Regions from separate parts of the Bicyclus anynana genome. Here region 1 is linked to region 2. Evidence: chromatin contacts called from public Hi-C data. All regions are on one chromosome and are shown on one strand. Each heading gives the region's core, a stretch centred on a gene start, on an enhancer-like site or on the middle of the called end of the contact. The rest is flanking DNA. Distances are from core to core; before and after follow the strand shown.

Region 1 (3,974 bases), core at 135-2,634, 230 kb before region 2:
CTCAAAGTGCACTTACTTGAAAGTATTCTCAGGTCCAGTTGAAATATTATCTGGTCTTTTTACTTTCAGTCCTGCATCTTTTAATCTAACATAAAACTCATCATCCTCCAGACCCCATCCCCAATAATTATTTGACATACCGTCCACAAGTTCGAAGTCCTCTCTCCTTATAAGTAATATACCACCGATGAACGTATCATAGTGATACTTTGGATGGGTCTGCGGTGACGAAATATGGAAGACACAGCCCAATGGATAGTCATACTTTAAATCATTGTTCATGGGCAGTAAGTCAACGTCATGCATTGCTATATAATCATAATTCTTCTTAGTATACAAGAATCCGACGTTTATAAGCGAGGCACGGTTGAATCTGTTGCTATCTTTCTGTTGGATGATAAATATGTGGTACGGTATGTTCTGTTTTGTTAGGAACTGGTGCATGTGAGGGACAAATTCCAGGAGTTCTTCGAATCTGTCTCTGAACGGTACTAGAATGGCGAGTTTCTTTTTGCTATGTGTCGTTGATATTTGGCGGGTCTTCTGTTCTGTAATTATTGATTGGTTGATTAAAAGCAAGCTTGTAAATTATTATTGCCTATTTAAAAAAAAAAATTAAAAATAAATGTCATCAGGGATAATGTAGGAATTGAGTGGAACAAAAACTCTTCCAACATTTGTATGTAAATACAAAATGTAAAAACTGTTTTGTATTTGAAAACTATTTTTATAGTTTTAAACCATTTTATTCAACTCTTTATTTACAAGTATCAATCTGATAAATATGTCAGTTATTATCTAAACAATATTAATTTGTATTTTAAAATTAAAAGATAAGATTAGAGTTTATAAGTAAAAAATGTATTTGGTAAGTATTTTATTTTATTAATAAGTATCTATTTTGTTTTTTAGGATGTAAAGTACTCTACGTTATTTTATGTAGCTACTGCTGACAAATTGTCATGATGCTATATTAATTAATTAAGCTTTAAAATCATAATCAACTATACTAATTTTCCGTCTAAAATTCACTTCAGTGTTTTTAGTTTAAACAAGTTTTTTGTGTTTTATAAGGAAGTTTGTGAGACGGATATTTAGATCGTTATATATCTTGAAACTTACCTGTAGAAATAGGGAGAGAGGCCAAGAAGCAACCCATTACAAAAGTTAAACCGAGGCAAACGGTGAGACATTTCGAACCGGTAACTCGGTAACCCATTAAAGTAACACTTCTGTACATTAATTGAATCTCTCACGAGTATTTTGCAGTTATTTACATAGTTTTCTTAATATAGAAATCTACATAGTTTCGATTTAATTAAAACTGAATAAAAAAACATAAAAATTCGCATTTTATTGACATCAAAATGACATCGACGTCCACAGATAACAAACGAAGACGTCAGCTAACTGCTGCTGTCACTTGACATTGACACTTGACACTTCTTTTTTTATATCTGGCTTTGGACTCTGAGATCTAGCTTTTTGAGATTTGAGACTTCGATCAAAATAACTTTCTCTCTGAAGGGTAAAAAAGGTAGAAATGGTAAAATATAATTAAATCTCAACACGTTTATAGAATTTGAAAACATCCATCACACACTGCTGAAAGTTTAGTAGTTTTTAGTATTTTAGTCGAGTACAACCGATTTTTGGGCGGTAAATACAAAAACTATTCATACTCGGCTAAAATACTAAAGTAGTCCGAACTAGGCCTAACGGCTAAAGAAATATTGATCTATCGTGCTCTTCGACAAATAAGAATTTTTTAATGTTTTTTAACCCGATCGAGGACTTAAACCCAGGCCTTTAGTTAAGCAGCTTAAGCTAATTTGACCGATGAAATAATGAATCAGTAGACCCCTAAAAGTAGATGCAGTTGTGGTTTGAAAAAATACGATAAGTGCAGTTGAGAGTTCATATATTTAAATGAAAAAAAAAAAAATTAAAAATGGCGTCGCGTGTTTAGCGCCTATTCACTTACATTAGCAATTCAAACAAATTTAGCTAATAGCACGACTAACACGGCAAAGATTGTGTTTGAAAAGGATTTATGTCTTTCTACCCAGCGTGCTTATTACCACGTAATAAATGTGTCGAGATCATGAATTTGGCGGAAAAAAGTTCTTAGAGCTATTCCTATAGGTAGGTATTATATTCTACAAGTCTTTTCATAAAGGTGCTTTGCCTTCGCAAAACAATCTTACTATAGGGTATTCTAGCGCAGGGTTACCACGAACTTTGGTGACTGGGGACATAATTTGTGATCATATTTTTTTATTACCTAAAAAAATTACGATTTAAACTTCTTTTTTTTTTTAAAGAATATTTATTTGTTATATTTTTAAATAAGTATGACCAATATTCCCGTTCTCCTTCAAGTACCTAGTCGGAAAAACTTTTAGGGGTGGGTACGACAATAGATCCGCGGGCGGGGATCGAACCCCTCGATGATGAGTCCGGCCCCTTAAACACTGAGCTATTGAGGCTTTAAAAATATTTAATACTAGACAGACGAGGGTCTGAAGTCCGGACCCTTGAAGCTTGCCACATTAAAGTCTAGCCGCAACAGAGATGGGCGATATAACTTCGAACTGGCGTCACTCACTATGTTATGCCAACTGTTTGTCTTTGTAGTGATGAGGCAAAATACAATTGAATATGTTTGTCCCATTCGATCACGACCTGTCTGAAACGCAATCTCTGAGTGGCCGGTTTTTAACAAAACCACAATGGGGATGATGAATAGGTTTGAATATATGTATGGGTAGAATGAAACTAAACTTTCAGCTTTTTCAACAAAGAATTTTCAATCTGTAGGTAAATTAGACAGACAAGAAATATTTTTTTTTCAGGTCATAATGAAAATACATAGGTGATTGTTGATTTTATAGAATGTCGTCGTGTCACATATTACAATCATGGCGGCCTGAGCGCCGAGCAACTGTCTACAAAAATAAAATATATATAAAAAAAAATCGATAATAAGTCAAAAGTCCGATAAATTTTGAAGCTAAGGAAATTACCAAATTACATTTTACGGAAATCAGACAGAGGTAGATCGGCTAAGTATGCGGATTAATATGCAAGTATGAAATTACTTGTACGTATGTATGCATGGCATCTAATAAGAAAAAAAAAACATAACTTTATTTTTTTAATTTTAATAAATGTAGTTAAACACTAGAGGCAAAGGTTCAACCGCATTCAGCCACAACATAACACACCGTGTAATTACCAAGTCGTTCTTTTTTTAAACTCGATAAATATAATTTATGCGCTATGAGTTAAAATCTACTTTACTTATTAAGACCATTTTATAAACGCAAACGTATAATAGCTGTTAATTATATTTGTTTTGAATTATAAATAGGGTAGAAATAGCATTGTTTAGATTAGCTAAGTTTAGGACTCTCGCACACGGGCCACCGGCCTCAACCACAAAACACCGCTACCGGCATATTTCCTGTAGTTTCATACATTTTATATGACTCACCGCACACAGTTGACGCAGGAGGCCGCCACATGCTACAATCTTCGCTGCTCGCTTCTTGTGGCCCGCACCGGCCACTAAACGCCGACACAAAACGCCACCGCGATAGTCACAAATACCGCTACAAGAAGCAAGAAGGGGCCACAAAAGTAGCTGAAGCGCGCGACAGCGACTTGTGGCCGGGTGGTCGACACTTGTGGTCGGTGGCTGTTACTTTCTAACCTATATCTACATGCAGTATCATAATCGCGCGAGTGTCGTGTGGCGGCATTTTGTATCGGCGTTTAGTGGTTGGTGCAGGCCACAAGAAGCGAGCAGCGACGATTGTAGCGTGTGGCAGCCACCAACGACAACCGTGTGCGGCGAGTCCATATAAAATGTATGAAAAGTAAAGGAAATATGCCTGTAGCGGCGTTTTGTGGATGTGGCCCGTGTGTAGGAGCCCTTACGCTCACGTAGTCACAGAAGTAGCATATCTTTA
Region 2 (4,071 bases), core at 414-2,913:
CTTGTATACAGCCAAACCCGATGACTGCTTTTTATGCAATCCACTAACAAAATAGTTATTAAACCAGCATAATGGGGAAATATCTAAGTCTAATGTTATAGGGCATAGATAAGTACTTTAGTATATCTGTTGTTAAGATATTGGCGGTATAGATTCACTATGTTATCATAATATAGCATTTTATGTGTTAAAATCAGCGCACTGGTTTATAATAATAATATTATATGTTTAGAATGGTGTTGCACACCAATAATGATATGGAATTTTGTAAAAAAAAAAAGTATTTTCTAATATTCCTTTCAGATTTGCTTTCTCATTTCATACAAAAATTTAGGTTTAAAACGAAAGTTAGTCACAGATGGCTCTATAGTTAAAGGAGCTGATATTGTATAATACAAAAAAAAATTGTAAAATGTAAAACGGCCGAGTTTGTTATGAATTGACATGACATAAACTTTTGTCAGAGATATTTGTTTTATTTTTTCTTTGAATAAAATTCCAAATGCCAATCTGTTGAACCCTTATCCACAAAGCAATCATGTCTGTGTAATATTATAAAGATCTAAACTTAGTGCATGTTTGGTTGTTTGAGTGCTATCATCCATGCCGGCTCTAAATTGATGATATTCACTACTAAATTCTCATCAGATAAATGAATCATAGTCGCTTGTTCAAGCGTTTCTTTGTATGGTCACAGGTACTGTGTAAGATTGACCTCTGACCTTTCTGAATTCATTCAACGCTTTAGTCTATAAATAATTTTATACTTAGTAGGTAGGTAGACAGCTGAGTGTATTTGGTTATGCCACCCACATTTTAAAACTGTAAAACTATTAATATGGTATCTAAACATGTACCTACAGATAATTTGTGGTTAACCATACAAGTACAAGTATCACTTGATATCACTGCAATGCAGAATTTATAAAATACCTACTGCAATGAACCTTGGTTCTGATATCATAAACTTCATATTTGGCAAATCACCCTGGTTTCATCACAATGATTCTAATAACTTATGCCGATTGATTTAGGAGTTTTCAACAATGAAATTCAGTGTATTCGGTATACGATGACAATCATCATTGTTAGTATAGATAAAAAGTAGCACACCTAAAATTCGTGCGCTGTAGCATGGTACGGTATGACAGTTCGTTAATTGTTTCACTGTTGAAAGTTCTCCGTGATTCACGACAATAGTAGGTATGTAATATGAACGTCATACAGAATGTCATTGCATATAAGCAACTGTCACCTGCACCATGCGCACGAACTGTCCGTGTTTTCCTGAATTTCTGTACCAAATTTCATCAAAATCCGTTCAGTAAGTAGTTTTTGTGTAAAAAGGTAACAGTAACATACACACACTTTCACAATGACCGTAATACCGTAGGTATGTACTTGTAAGTAGTAAGTAGAACTAGAAGGCAGAAGTATATTTTGGTATCAAGGTACAAATAATTATTGCTTTTATAGATTGCATCACATTATTCTGTATGGAGGTTTTGCTATTCATACTCATTAATCGAAACAAAGTACAAAATAGTACAATAATATTTTAGACCGATGATCATCAATAAAAAAAAAAAATTTTGAGAGCAGAAACAAAACGTCCTAAATGTCAATGTCAATACAGTTAAAAAATTGACAGATTTAGTCCTTGATTTAGTCTGTGGAGTGTGATATTTATTTTGATAATTCGTCTTATTTTATGTGTTATTTTCTAATTTATATTAGTATTACATTATAAGACAGTGCTTATTTGTTATAGAGTTAATTTAGCTTGTATTCTCCGTCGAAAATAACAATGATCGCTAGGCCGTGGACGGACGATTTGCCAAAATGTCGGAACACCTGCGTCGCCTCGTATTTCTCTCCTTTAGACGGGACGAACAGTGCTAATGACGACTATCTGTGCTTTTACTGCCAGACAGAAGATAATGCGTGAGTATCATCACTATCCGCCTTTTTAATGGCCCACTTCAAGGCCATGCCAGGCCTTCCATAAAGGTGAGATACGGAGCTTATACGCTGCTCTATATAGTCTAATATAGCTCTAATATAGTCTATTGCGGGTTATACTAACGTTCTCTTTAAGATAGTAGTGATAATGACAGGCACCAATGGCTTAAAGTATTCTCCGTTGGTGTAACACCAACTTTCAAACTCTGGGCTCAACATTTTTACTGCGGCACAGTGGTATGCGCAGCAGATTTACAAGACGGAGGTCCTGGGTTCGATCCCCGGTCGAGCAGATTTTTTTTAATTGGTGCCGGTCTGGCTGGCTGGCTTTTGCCGTGGCTAGTTACCACTCCTACTATCTTAGTAACTCTATGGTTTATGTTTTCAGTTGTCTATATGGTGTGTTTGAACCTCATAATGGGCTGGAGGCAGCCAGGTTTATCATGCAGAGGATGGCGGCTGAGCTACTCTTTCCTCCACCTTCCATTAATAACACAGATGAAGAGGTTAGAGAGAGATTGAGGTATGTGATATATTTTCTGTTGATTCAGCTGTAAAATTAATTCAAGGTAAGTAAACTTAGCAAGAAGCAAAGAGAAATGCAACTGCCAGCTACCTTTTGACCTTTTGGCTTCGGCCGTGGCTAGTTACCACCCTACCGCCAAGCGATTTAGCCTTCCGGTATGATGTTGTGTAGAAACCGATAGGGTTGTGGATTTTCATCCTCCTAACAAGTTAGCCCACTTCCATCTCAGATTACATCAAAATAATACAAAATAAATATGATTACTTACTGATTGTTCTTTATGTTTTGTCATCAGATTTTAATAATTTTTTACTCTTCCTAGAGCAGGCAAAAATTTGGTCATTCGCCTTTGAGGATATCATAGGAGTGCTCAACCTTTTATTATGATTTCTTAATTATATCATACATTAGGGTTTAAATTAATAAGTAAGTGAAGTAGATAAATATCATTAATATGATTTTAATTCTTGCAAAAGTAAAAATTATATTGTTATTATTAGATTATCGTTTTTTATCAATGCTACTATAGTACTTTGTGTTGTTGATAAAATTTTCGCCTGTGCTTGGAACAGACTGTAGTTAGCTTATTTTATAATAAATCTCATTTATTATTTACACTTTTATTTCTTGAAATATAATTAAATGCATTTAAAAAATACACTATTTGTATAATAGCTACAATGCTTTATTTTTTATTTACAATAAAAATATGTTGTATAACATGTTACAGAAATGCATTTATCTCTGTAGAGAAGGCATACATAGAGAACTATGACGGCATGATAGCTGAGAGGACGAGCCTGCAGTACAGGTTGCAACTGCTAAACACACATACTGCACAGGTAATAATCAACCTTCTTTTTTTAAATTTATATTGACATTGTTAAAAATTAAAAAAAAAAGGAGAAATAAATAAATGAGAGAATAAAAAAAACCTATATGAGCCTTCCATCTATACTGTATGACTATACTTACTAAGTATTATTATTTTCTAATATTGAATGGCAAGGGGTTTTCAAACAGTGTAATTATTATTATCATATATTTTTTTTAATAATATTTTATTATACAAACATAACTAAAAATTAATAAAAAAGTGTACACAAATATATTAGAGAAATTATATAGCCCTTGTCAGTGTCTCATTGGTCCAGTGGTTAGCCATGTGGACTGGGCTCATGAGGTCCTGGGTTCTGCTCCTGGCTCAGGTAATGGGGTATTGAGCTTTCTTTAATACAAGAAATACACCATAAAAATAGCAGCATAGAGTTAGGTAGTAGTATTACACTTCTGTACCTCTGAGAGAAAGTTAAGCCATAAATCCTGCTCACTATCATTTGATAGAAATTGTTAAATAGTTTAACATTATCACCCTAAACCCACCAACCCAAATTGGAGTAGTGTGGTTGGTCTAAGCTACATATTCCCTTTTCTGTAGCCATGTGACACGTTGAATGTTGATATGTTGTATGAATGTTGTTGTATGACTGTCTTTCTACAAATGTTTTGAACATTTAAACATGCATGGCAATGAAATTCTTTGTCTACAGGGCATGTGATCAAGTTGTCGATCAAATCCGTCA

The links. A called contact is a pair of places that touch in the nucleus more often than the background predicts.
Region 1: a Hi-C map of whole body shows a contact between it and region 2, with 3 times the contacts expected there. The contact joins the promoter of LOC112044001 here to the promoter of LOC112044003 in region 2. A contact is called at or near these places in 2 of 2 Hi-C or Micro-C datasets (whole body and whole larva).

The regions. Positions count from the first base shown.
Region 1 is chr24:1,776,666-1,780,639 of ilBicAnyn1.1, reverse strand. It overlaps LOC112044001 (beta-1,4-galactosyltransferase 7), which reads right to left and starts at 1,384. Exons shown (of 3, transcript XM_024079716.2): 1 at 1,123-1,384; 2 at 17-548. The coding sequence starts at 1,240.
Region 2 is chr24:1,551,513-1,555,583 of ilBicAnyn1.1, reverse strand. LOC112044003 (TGF-beta-activated kinase 1 and MAP3K7-binding protein 1) reads left to right here and starts at 1,663. Exons shown (of 6, transcript XM_024079718.2): 1 at 1,663-1,944; 2 at 2,351-2,485; 3 at 3,219-3,330. The coding sequence starts at 1,808. LOC112044002 (transcription factor BTF3 homolog 4-like) reads left to right here. Exons shown (of 1, transcript XM_024079717.2): 1 at 1-467.